Linked DNA regions of Sus scrofa: regions 1 and 2 are each linked to region 3. The links are chromatin contacts, called in public Hi-C and promoter capture Hi-C maps. All regions are on one chromosome and are shown on one strand. The core of a region is the stretch at or near the end of the contact, and the rest is flanking DNA. Distances in the headings are between cores, read along the strand shown. Region 1 overlaps C3H7orf50. Region 2 holds the start of LOC100522861 (cytochrome c oxidase assembly protein COX19). Region 3 holds the start of C3H7orf50.

Region 1 (4,008 bases), core at 24-2,523, 75 kb before region 3:
AACGCCTTCCAACGTTTAACTGACAGCGAACGTGACAGCAACGGCCCCTCCGTTGTAATGAAAATCAGATTCTTCACGTTTAAAAACACAAACCACAAAGCCACAAAGACCTTTCTCCCCCTCACTTGAGGTGGATCCTGGGGGCACCAGGAACAGGTACTTGGGGCAGCCCACTCACAGCATCCCACGCTGCTAACTTGAAAGCAAAAACCCCCACAAAACCCCAAAACACCCAACTATTTTTTGCACAAGATTTTCAATTACACTTTCACCTGCGCCCACCGAGCAGCACCTGCACTGCCCTGGTCCTCAGGGGCTTCTGGGCACCCCCCCGCCCCCCATCAGGAGACAAAACTGCACCCCTGGGCACAAAGCAGCAGAGGTGCTGGGGCCGGGTCCTAACCCACTTCCACGTGGCAGCCCAGCAAGCACCGGGCTGCAGGCCGTTCAGGGAAAAAAACAAAACACAAGGCGTTACTGGCTCCCAGACGAAGAAACTGCAAAACTCAAAGGCTTCATTAAAGGGGTATAAACGACCTCCATTCCGGCACCTTCGTTCGTTGTTAAACGCAATTTCCAAACTCATTTGCATCACACCAGGAAGCTAGCGACGGGCTGAATTTTTCCCGCTTGGAGAGAATTCCTGGGTGTAACGATCAATTTTAGCAAATCACGAAGCCAAGTGATGTTACTCACAGCCAAGTAATTTCACAAGCAAAACGGTAAATGCCCTTGTGGGTTCGGCCCCCAAACCCTGACATTTAACGAGCTCTGAGGGGCGGGGGCCGCAAAGGTCCCGAATGTGGGTCGCAAGCGGATGACGGCCTCACCCGGGGAGGGGGCAGGGACGTGGTCCGGGCCACTCCTCCCGTTTACGGGGAGCGGGCAGCGGGCCTGGTCCGCCGGGGGTCAGCTCGCCCGGGGACTGGCCGCGCGTCGTGTCTCGGAGCCCCCGGCCACCGCAGCCTGGCCTCGGTGCACGACCCCGGGCCTGGGGAGCGGGGCGCTCTGCACTGTCTTCTCCAAGTGGGGACCAGAGGGGCCGGGCCCCGCCTCCCGGGGTCGCGGGTCTCCAGGGCGCCGCCCGCCCCCCGCCCGGCCCCGCCGGCCCCGCCGGCCCGACCCCCACCCACCCCGCCGGCCCGAGCGCACTGACCTCCGCGTCCCAGGCCGCCAGGTGTGCCCGCGGCCCGCGGCAACGCCCGGCCCGCCGCAGCCCCCGCGCACTGCGCATGTCAGGCCGGCCCGGCTCGGCTGGAACCAGATCCAGCCGGCTGGGCGGTGACGCAAGCACGACGGGGCGTGTGGGCGGGGCTCCCGGCTGGGCGGGGCCAGCCCAGCACGTGGGCCGGGACCCCCAGACCCAGGCGGGAGCTGCTGGGCGAGGGGTGGCGGGGCGGCGAGGGGTGGCGGGGCGGCGAGGGGTGGCGGGGCGGCGAGGGGTGGCGGGCGGCGAGGGGTGGCGGGGCGGCGAGGGGTGGCGGGGCGGCGAGGGGTGACGCGCCGGGGCTGGCAGCGCCCACCGGGCCAAGTGACGCCGGACGGAGGCTCAGGGCCGCTTCTCAGCCTCCTACTGGCTGACCGAGCCCTTGTCCAGGGGTCTGCCTGCGGTCAAGCCCTGTCTCCAACTCGTCCTCACTGCAGACCCCCAGTTACCCCTCATCTTCAGGGAAGCCTTCTCTGCCTCCCTCCCAGAACACCCCCGAGTTCTCTGATCAAAGCCGGGACCCGCCGCCTGTGGGCTCCATCGCGGTCACTTCAGTGGGCGAGTGGCGCAGCTTGCTTTATTAAATGCTCTTCCGGCGCTTGTGCCCCTTCCCCTAAGACAAGACCGCTGATCAGCTGTGACAGTGCAAAGAAAACACCCCAGAAGCCCCGAGCCGGTGCCACGGGCCCAAGGCCCACAGCAGGCTCTGCAGGAGGGGGGGGGGTTCCGGGTGGGGGGGTGCTCTGTATTCTCAGCATGAGGACTGGCCGTCCTCTGGCTGCCGCCGCCGGGTGTTCCCCTCCCGCTTTGGGTGTGGGTGTCCCAGCTTCACAGCCCGATAAGGATCTGCGAAGCCCCAGAGCCAAGCCTGCATCTTTTTTGTGTTTTTCCTCTGGCCACCTCCCCACCACCCACAGGCCAATCCACACACCCACGCTTGCTTGCTTGCTCAATAGTGGGGGGTGGGGTGGGGTGGGGGCAGGAACCACCTGCAGAGGGACTGCAGAGGCCTCCCAGAGCCGGAGGAAAGTGGAGGGCAGGGGGGGGGGGCAGGGCCGGGACTCTGTGCTGGGCGGTCTCGCCTCTGCGATGCTGTTTAACCCCTAGCACGCGGGCGTCAGCGCTCTGGCCTTACAGATAAGGGAACCAGGCCTTGGAGGTGTTAACAGTTTTCGGGATTTTGCCAGTTTCTCGGAAGGGACACCGTTTGGGGTCTTCTGAGTCACAGTGTATTTCCTCCGCCCACGAGCCCCCGATCGAGTTTCTTCAGGCCATTATCTCGTCCTGGTGACTTTAATGGGCAGCCTGGGAGACAGAGAGCCCAGCCGGGGGAGAGCTGGCCTGGGGCCGGTGGGGGAGGGGCAGCGGTGCTGGCGCCAACACCGCAGTGAGGACTGCACCCCAGGGGGAGCTTCCTGCCCGACGCTATCTCATCTCCCGCTCCCAGCCACCCTGTTATCTGCACTTTGCAGATGAAGAGACGGAGGCGCAGCGAGTGTGTGCACTGGGTCAGGTCTGCCTGCTCACCACCCAGCTCCTTCCCAGGCCCCTGTCTGCCCAAGGACCCGCCTGCAAGGTACCTGCTGTCCCCGCAAGGCCTCACAGAGGCCTGGGGGCTGGGCAGGTGGAGAAGACCCCCAGCAGGGGCTGCCAGCCCAGGTCTGAGAGCATCAGGCACAGGGCTGCTAGCTGCACCCCCGGGCTCACTGTAGGGACCCCAAGAGAAAGGGCACCGAGTCCACCCCCCTGGGGACTTTTGCCCACAAGGTCCAGCTGGTGGAGTGGAACAGTGTGGTCGAGAGACCTGCCCACCGTGTGACCCTGGCAGCAGCACAGGGTCCGCCCTGAGGGACCCCAGGCAGCCGGGCTCAGCGCCCCGGTCAGGAAGACGGTCTGCGGCCGATGGGGTGAACTCCACGTGCTTGTTAAGCGGCATCTTCACACGAAGCGCCGAGCTCAGTGTGGGGGACACAGCAGGCAAAATGCCCCCACAGACACGGCTCGAGGCCCCCAGACCTCATACACTGCAGTCCTCCCAACCCCTCAACCCCCGGGTGATGGTGTTAGGAGGGGGGGGGGGCCTCTGGGAGGTGATCAGATCATGGGCTGGGGGGGCTTGGGAGTCAGTGCCCTCATCAGAGAGACCCAGAGCGCCCCCCACCAAGACCACGTGAGGGCGCAGCGAGAAGGCGGCCTCTGAACAGGAAGAGGGCCCTCGCTGGACACCAGATCCGCTGGCGCCTGGATCTTGGCCTTCCGCCTCCAGAACGGAGAATACATTTGTTATTTATAAGCCCCCCAGGCTGTGGTATTTTGTTACAACAGCCTGAACTAAGGCGCCTCCCCATAGTGAGATTTCATTAGAAGGCTAATTAAGGAGGAACATTGGGGGGGTGGACAGAGAGTAGGTTTATGTTTTTATGTTGTTGTTGTTTGGCTTTTTGGTCCTTTTTTTTAGGGCCGCACCTGCAGCACATGGAGGTTCCCGGGCTAGGGGGTCACATCGGAGCTACAGGTGCTAGCCCACGCCACAGCCACAGCAACGCCGGATCCGAGCCACGTCTATGACCTAGACACAGCTTGTGATAACGCCGGATCCTTAACCCACTGAGCGAGGCCAGGGATCGAACCCTTGTCCTCATGGATGCTAGTTGGGTTCTCAACCCCTGAGCCACGCGGGAACTCCCGTTTATGTTGTGTAATTTTAAATGGTTGGAGGAAGACAGAGGTCAAGGAAAATGACATCAGGAAGGTGACACCTGAGACCCAGAGGTGAGGGCACAGCCTTTGGATGTTTGGGA
Region 2 (3,886 bases), core at 395-2,894, 110 kb before region 3:
TTTCCCATTAAGGTTTACGATCATTCTCATTTTAAGTAAAATCTCCACGGATCAGTTCGTCACATTTTTTTCTCTTTTTTTGCTTAAAGCTGTGCTCTGGTGAATTCTGGTTAAGACAGGAGGACGCATTCATCTTTCCTCATTTCTTACACGGCCACTGTCCTCCCTGTCATCCTGCTAACAGCTCTGAGCCTGCGTGGAACGAAACAGCAGAACACATATTTTCAGAGTCTGAGAATGTGAAAGCAACAAGCAGTGCACCCACAACCTTAAATCTTCTGACTCAGTCAGCACTTTTACGATGTATGATTCTGAGCCCTGGGTGGCATGTCAGCAGCGCCCAAATTTGGAAGGAAATACTCTGAGGAATGCAATCACGCCCAAAGCTATCCCTGGAGAAAAGGTTCCCACGATTGCTAAACAACTCTGAGTAGCTTTAATCTGACAAGCCTCAGTTTCAGAGGCCAGCAGCTCTACAGGTCTGAAACACAAGCCAATCAAGGCTCGAGTGAGGCCCACCCCAAGCACCTCCAGGGCGAAACGTCGGGGCAGGAGACCTGGGAAGGGGGAGAAGTTACAAACAATTGCTCAGGGAGAGAAGTTACCAGTAATTGCTCGCATGTACTTGCCTCTCCATCCTGCATTCTAAATATTCTTTTGATTCATTTCTGCACAAAGCATTTTCAAAGTTATTGTCACGGAGACACTTCATGAACTTCTCCTTAAAGCTTTTACATTCACCTAGAGAAAAAAAAGGAAAAATGTTTTGGGTTTAAAGTGAAAACATGACCTGCTCGCCCAGCGGTTGCCTTCACGGAGTTCCCAGGTGGTGGCGTTGTCGCTGCACCGGTTCCCGGTCGCTGCTGTGGCGTGGGTCACGTGCCGCGGGCGCGGCCACACAAAACAAAACAAAACAAAACAGAACAGAACAAAACTGGCTGCCTCCAGAAATACGCTGAAAGCGACCACGGAGAAGGTGCCCCGTGGAGAATCAAGGACAGGAAAATGGGAGCGAGCACGCGGGGAGCGGACGCTGGGGAGCTCCCCGCAGGATTCTTTCGACTTTGCCGTGTGTTTAGACTAGTTCACTGTAAAACGGTGGCCAACAAAAAGCCACCGATAAGCCAATTTTCGAAGCCTTAAGTTTCCACGGAGGCTTTCCCCCAGGGTGAGTCAAAACTCCGCAATGCCGGCCCAAACGTGCGGCGACCGGGACGGTTTTTCAGTTCTGCACAAGACAGTTTAACGCCCTGCGAGCTTCACACGCTTAAAACATTTTACTGACGCAACGTCGGCCCCAGAGCACCGGAGGCCGGGACTCCGCGCCCCCTTCCCCGGCCGGAGGGCGCAGCCGGGACCCGGCGGAGCCGAGCCGAGCGTCCGCGGCCCCGACGCCAGCGCCGCCCCGGCCGCGCGGCTCCACCGGGCCGGTCCAGGGCCGCGCGGGTCCGGCCTGGGAGCCCCGACAGCCGGCGCTCACCAAAGTGATCCAGCGGGAAGCTGCCCTTGTCCGGGGGCCGCGGCTGGAAGCTCTTGGACCCAAAGTTCATGGCCGTCGACATGATGGCAGCGCCTAGAGTCTCCCAGCGCGACGCACGCCCTACGGAGGGCGGCCGGCCGAGCGCCGAGCAGGCCCCGCAGGAGCGCCGAGCACGTCGAGCGGCTAGAGGCCCTGCGTCGCCTAGGCCCCGCCCCTCGCCATGCAGGGCCCGCCCTCGCCGCCAGGCCCCGCCCCTTGAGCCCAGGCACCTTCCCCAGGCTCTGAAAGGGCCGTTTCCAAGCTGGTCGCCTCTAACCCTCGCCGCAACCCAGTGGGGGCGGGAGAGGGGGGGTTCCGGCCATCACTTTATGGTGAGGAGACGGAAGTTCAGAGAGGTGCAGCAAGTTGCCCAAAGACACACAGCAGACTTGCACTGTCCTGGCAGGCTGTGTCTGCCGGGGCCTCTCCGGGGCGCCGGGGCCTAATCCTGGCACTTATCTGATGAGAAGGAAGGAGTATTAGCTTCCTGGAGCTGCCGTCACAAAGAACACAGTCTGGGAGGCTTAGAACAACAGGATTTCTCAGCTTTGAGGTCCAGATGTCAGAGATGAAGGTGTGTCCTGACCATCCTCGTTGGCACCTCCTGGCGCTCCTTGGCTTGTAGATGCATCACCCATCTCTGCCTCATCCCATGGCATTCTCCCCGTGGGTCTATGTCCAAATTTCCCCCTTTTATTTTGCTTTTTTGTTTTTTTCTAGTTCAGGGCCCGTTTTTTTTTTTTTTTTTTCCCTGTATGTAATATATTTTTATCTATTATTTTTAAAGTGTTTATTAGAGTTGATTTACAATGTTCTGTCAATTTCTGCTGTACAGTAAATTGACCCAGATATATATACACATTCTTTTTTTTTTTTTTTTTTTTGGTTTCTTTTTTGTCTTTTTGCCATTTCTTGGGCTGCTCCCGCGGCATATGGAGGTTCCCAGGCTAGGAGTCAGATCGGAGCTGTAGCCGCCAGCCTACGCCAGAGTCACAGCAACGTGGGATCCGAGCCGTGTCTGTGACCTACACCACAGCTCACGGCAACGCCGGATCCTTAACCCACTGAGCAAGGCCAGGGATCGAACCCGCCACCTCATGGTTCCTAGTCGGATTCGCTGACCACTGCGCCACGACGGGAACTCCTATATACACATTCTCCTTCTCACATTCTCCTCCATCCTGTTGGATGACCTCATCTTAACTAATTACACCTGAGATGACCCCGGTCCCAAAAAGGTCACATTCTAAGGTAGTCGGAGTTAGGACTTCAACATATGAATTTGGGGAGACACAGTTCAACCGATAAAAAAAAGTGAAAACGCGTCATAAATAGGTAACCCCTGACACTTATTTATTTTTGCCATAATGGCAGCAGTAACGAGTAAAGGGGCTCCGTGGAGACCCCCGCTCTGCCCAGCGGAGCTCCTCCCAGCCCTGTACCCTGGCCTGTACCTGCGCCACCCCCATGCCACCACTGAATCACTGGCGCCAGCCCAGCGGTGAGCCAGGCCCGGGACGTGACCAGCACGTGGGGTCCTCAGCATCACAGAGTCACCTGCTGTTTCCTCTGGACGAGCTGCGTTACCCCGGGGCTCTCACGTGACCAGCACCAATGCTCCTCGAAAGTCAGGGTCTTGCGGAGAGGCCCCCCGCCAGCCGGTCTCCATAACCTCGCCCCCCCCCGCCCCCGGGCCTGGCCCCGCCCCCAGACGCGTTCCAGCCCCGCCCTGCACCCACTTGCAGGGCCTCCTGACCGAAGTCCGCTGGGTGCCCCGTGTGTCCGAGCTGGCGGGCCTTGGGCGGGTGGGTGTCCGCGGGCGAGCCTGGGGCTGCTGGGAAAGCCCGATCCTCTTGTCCGGGCCTTGATCCTCTGGGCCTCTGGGCCACTTAAAACTACAAAGGATGACTGTACCTGTTCCTGTCATGTAACCAAGCGTCTACACCGCTGGACTCAGGGACCGAGCACTGAGTTATTCATTAATGCGTTTCCAGAGCTGCGAACAATAGAAGCTTTCATTACCCAGCAAATGGTTCTCTTCCACTTGATGGGATCACACCGCTTAGCAGTCAAAGGGACAGCCCTCCCCTCCCCACCAGGCCTGCCCTCGCGGCCTCTCCATCTGGCAGCCCTGAGGGATCGGTAAAGCCTCAGAGGCCCAGGGACCTGGAGGCAGCAGCCAGCTTTTAAGGGACACGCCTGTGCCTGGCACGTGAAACACCTCTCATTTGCTGGGGTGCTTCACAGGCAGCCCTGGGGGCCCACAAGAGTGTCTGGCACACAGTAGGTGCTCAAACATTTTTTTGAAGAATGAACACAGCTAGGCAGGTGTTATCATCCTCATCTCAGATAGAGACGCCCAGAGGT
Region 3 (3,705 bases), core at 911-3,410:
CCTGCCTGGCCAAACCCCAAGTCTAGAACCTGGTCCAAATTCAGGACCCCAGGCTTGAGGGACCTTCGGGGCTGCCCAGCACTTCCACAGCCCCGCTCAGCGGCTTCTCCCCACCTCTCAGCCTCTCGACCGTCAACTCCTCCTCCCCGCTGCCCTCCCCTGTTCCTGGCAGGGGACCTTCACTCCAGAGCCCTGAGCTGCTCCCGGGAGCCTCCCACTACCTCGCCTCGCTGTGGCGCCAATGCCAAGGCCATCACCCCCGGGATCCACTGCCCCTCCTTCTACAAGACCCACTGCAAGTTCCCACATCCAAAACCCTTTCCACAGGCTCTCCGCCCTCTTCCTTTTATTTATTTTCTTCTCTGCTGGCTGCCCTGAGGCACATGGAGCTGCCGGGCCAAGGATCAGACCTGAGTCACAGCTGCGACCTACGCTGCAGCTGCGGGAATGCCGGATCCTTTAACCCCCTGTGCCAGGCTGGGGGTTGAACCTGCAACCTGGTGCTGCAGATGCTGCAGATCCGTTGTGTCAGAGTAGGAAATCCTCCACCCTCAAGCACAGTCCGCTGGTGCCTTCTCGAACTCCGTTCCAGCCACCCTCCCACCCAATGTGACCAGAACCACCAATGACAGCCAGGCGCTAACACGCTCCTGACCAGAGCCCAGCCAGGCTCCCTGAGCCCTTCTCTAGGCCTCCACCTGGGCCTGAAAAGACTTGAACAAAAAAGCAGTTTCCAGCAGCTCGAGGCCACATCTTAACAGCGACTCTAGGTCCCCTGAAAAGCACCTGAGAAAAATCCAGGCTGCCAAAGGATCCGGCCAACACCTGCAGACGGGCCTGCTCCCTCAGCCTCTGGGGTCAAGGAGGAGCCCCATTTTCCTGAACACCAGCCAGCAAGCCCAGGGGGGTTTCCCACAGACCAGCCCCGGTCATGCTTCTGGTCATTTTCCACCCCGACTCCCTGAGCACAGCCGCCACCTCCCTATGGCCTCAGGTCAGCCTTGCCCTGTTTGTGGTCACTGACAAAAATCCCACCTCACCGCCTGAAACCAAGTACAGCAAAACCAAGTACAGCCGGTCCTGTTTATCTCTGAGTCACCGAGTGGATCTAACGGACACGACTGGTCCCTCCCATCTCCCCTGCTCTTTCCTCTCAGCTTCCCAGGCACCCTCCACTCTCCGACCCCTTTGCACCCTGCGCCCCGACTCCGAAGGGGCGGAGGCTCAGCCCCTCCCTCTCTTCAGGCCCTGTGGCTGGAAACACCACCCTTGGGCTAAAGGTTTCTCTGCTCAGGTGTGTATCACCCACACACACCCTCTCAACGGAGGGGTCCAATCCACACCCCACCGTCCTCTGCACACCTGACCTTCCTGCACGGTCTGTTCCCCCCCAAGAATGGTCACGTGGTGGAATCCCGCTTTCAGCTCCAGCTAACACCCTGGTGTCACCCACAACTCCCGTCTTGCACAGCCTTCCACGCCACGGTAAACCCCGTTGGCGCATCCAGAGCACCTCCAGAAGTGGCCCCTCACGGCCTCTACCCTGAGGATCCTGGTCCAGCCGCCCCGCTCCCCTGGATTATTCAAAAGCCTCCAACTCGTCTGCGGCCTCCGCCCCGGCCCCTCCATCCCACGTGCGACTCGGCGTCCGGAAGGACTAGTGAAATACCTAAATCGGGTTAGGCCCCCCCCTCTGCTGGGACCCTCCTCCAGAGCTTCCCTCCCTTCCCCTCCTCGGCCCGGCGCCGCCTGCGGGGCTAAGCAAAATCAACCGCACCCCAACCACCCCCAAGCCTGGCTCGCTGGGCCGGGGCTGCTTCAGCTCCAACACTGCGGACAACCGGGAGGCACCCCCGAGCAGTGGGGAAGGCCCGGAGCGGCCGGCGCTCGGGATCCCGCGCTCCCCCCAGGTTGCCGACCGGGGAAGCGCCCAGCCCTCCTTGCGCACCCGCCAGCCCCGGAGACCTCGCACCCACGTGGGGCGGGCCCCAGACCGCCCCCCTCGCCTACCTGCGCGTGGCCTCCAGCGCCGGCTTCCGGCAGACGCGGCGCCCAGGTAACGGGGACCCGCCCTCCGGAGCTGCACCCCCCCCCCATTGGCTGAGGCCCGCCTCCGTCTCCCCGCTGGCCAATGGCGAGCGGTAGCCGCCAGGGCCGGGACGCGACCAGACGCGCCGGTGGCGTCATTGCTGGGCGCCGCTGGTGCCCGGAGCCTGCGGTTGCCAGGCAACCCTCCACGTGCGGGACCTCCCAGTTCGAAGCTGCGCAGGCCCGTTGCTCCACCGGGGTTCATGTTGAACAAGATAAAAATGTACATAGATTTCCCCCCCCCCGTCTTTTTAGGGCCGCTAGCCATGGATATTTGAAGTTCCTGGTCTAGGGGTCGAATCCGAGCTGTAGCTGCCGGCCTACACCACAGCCATGCCATAGCTCAGGGCAACGCAGGATCCTTAAACCCACAGAGTGAGGCCTAAACCTGCGTTCCCCATGGATACTAGTGGGGACTGTCACCGCTGAGCCAGGAGGGAAACTCCAGAGGTAGATTTTTAACTGCTTTCACTTAAAAGTGGGAGCAAGATTGTGCAATCTCCGCATTACACCTGTGCGCCAGGGTTCCCAATGCATCGGAGGTGCATGCAGACACCTGTTAAGTCCAGGTGAGGTCACCTGGGGTGAGGGTTGAAGGCGGAGGTGGGCCTGACCTCGCGGGGTATCTGAGGTCTGAGGCAACCCACTGCCAGTGAAACTGAGGGGTTACACCGTTGTTGATTTCTTCATAGTCCCAACACTGAGAAAGGGAAGAAAGAGACTTGGCCTGTGGGGACATTTAAGCTGCAGACCACGTGGAGGAGACAGGTGGACGGGGTTATGCTATCAAGGGAAGGTTCTCGATATGGGAGATAGGAAAGCCAGGCAGGGTTCTTTAGTTCCACTCTCTAAGGCCAGCCAGTTTCTAATCTGGCCGCATTATACCAGAGCCCCTGCTGGTCCTGTGTTCACACACGTGAGAGTCTATAAGGCACACACTTGGGGGTAGAGTTTCTGAACCATGTGTGCAAGCACGTCCAACGCTACGGACTCCAGGAAAAGCCATTCCGTTTTCCAGCTGCTCTGGAGGACTTCACGACCATCTAGGGAAAAAAAGTTCATCCAGAAGCTTAAATATACAGAAGCGTTGATGTAGTTTTTTTAATTTTTGCTTTTATTTTTAGCTCTGGTAATTTGCCATGCAACTGAGCAGGACTCTATGGCAGCTTCCTGGAATGCAACAGACTCCCACCCCACAACGCCCCTACCCAATGGCCTCCACCTGCCTCTTGTCCATATAGAAAACTTGAGCCTCCTTGGCCTTCTAGGTCCAAAAAGGTTTGTTTTTGTTTGTTTTAGGGCCACATCTGAGGCATGTGGAATTCCCGAGCGAAGGGTCGAATCAGAGCTGGCCAGCTACACCACAGCCACAGCAACGCCAGAACTAACCCGCATCTGAGACCTGCACCAAAGCTCACAGCAACGTGGGATCTTTAACCCACTAAATGAGGCCAAGGATCAAAGATGAGTCCTCAGGGATACTAGTCCGGTTTGCTACTGCTGAGCCACAACCGGAACTTCCAGTTCCAAAAAATTTAATCAGTTAAGTGAGAAAAATGCAAAAATAAATGAAGATAGTCAGGCAAGACAAAATAGCTTAGCCCTAAAACAAAAATC

The links. Promoter capture Hi-C pulls out the DNA fragments that hold promoters and counts their contacts. Hi-C and Micro-C count contacts between places; a contact is called where the count stands out from the background.
Region 1: a Hi-C map of skeletal muscle shows a contact between it and region 3, with 3 times the contacts expected there. The contact joins the enhancer-like site here to the promoter of C3H7orf50 in region 3. A contact is called at or near these places in 2 of 5 promoter capture datasets (liver and skeletal muscle), 3 of 47 Hi-C or Micro-C datasets (embryonic fibroblasts, mesenteric adipose tissue and skeletal muscle) and 1 of 2 datasets of contacts at active chromatin or transcription factors (skeletal muscle).
Region 2: a contact with region 3 is called in a promoter capture Hi-C map of fetal liver, with 4 times the contacts expected there. The contact joins the promoter of LOC100522861 here to the promoter of C3H7orf50 in region 3. A contact is called at or near these places in 4 of 5 promoter capture datasets (fetal liver, liver and skeletal muscle), 25 of 47 Hi-C or Micro-C datasets (adipose tissue, alveolar macrophages, blood and 13 more) and 2 of 2 datasets of contacts at active chromatin or transcription factors (alveolar macrophages and skeletal muscle).

The regions. Positions count from the first base shown.
Region 1 is chr3:669,443-673,450 of Sscrofa11.1, forward strand. The region is part of intron 2 of C3H7orf50; the gene reads right to left. Among named protein-coding and RNA genes, the nearest start is that of MIR339-1, 4.4 kb to the left of the region's middle. Within about 2 kb of position 1,274, at least 78 of the 83 cell types and tissues checked have an H3K27ac peak or open chromatin away from gene starts, as enhancers often do. A contact at or near this core is called in embryonic fibroblasts, liver, mesenteric adipose tissue and 1 more, where this site is marked.
Region 2 is chr3:633,696-637,581 of Sscrofa11.1, forward strand. LOC100522861 (cytochrome c oxidase assembly protein COX19) reads right to left here and starts at 1,645. Exons shown (of 3, transcript XM_021085943.1): 1 at 1,481-1,645; 2 at 606-741. The coding sequence starts at 1,562.
Region 3 is chr3:743,210-746,914 of Sscrofa11.1, forward strand. C3H7orf50 reads right to left here and starts at 2,161. Exons shown (of 5, transcript XM_013987679.2): 1 at 2,011-2,161. LOC102163231 reads right to left here. Exons shown (of 3, transcript XM_021085953.1): 3 at 3,483-3,705.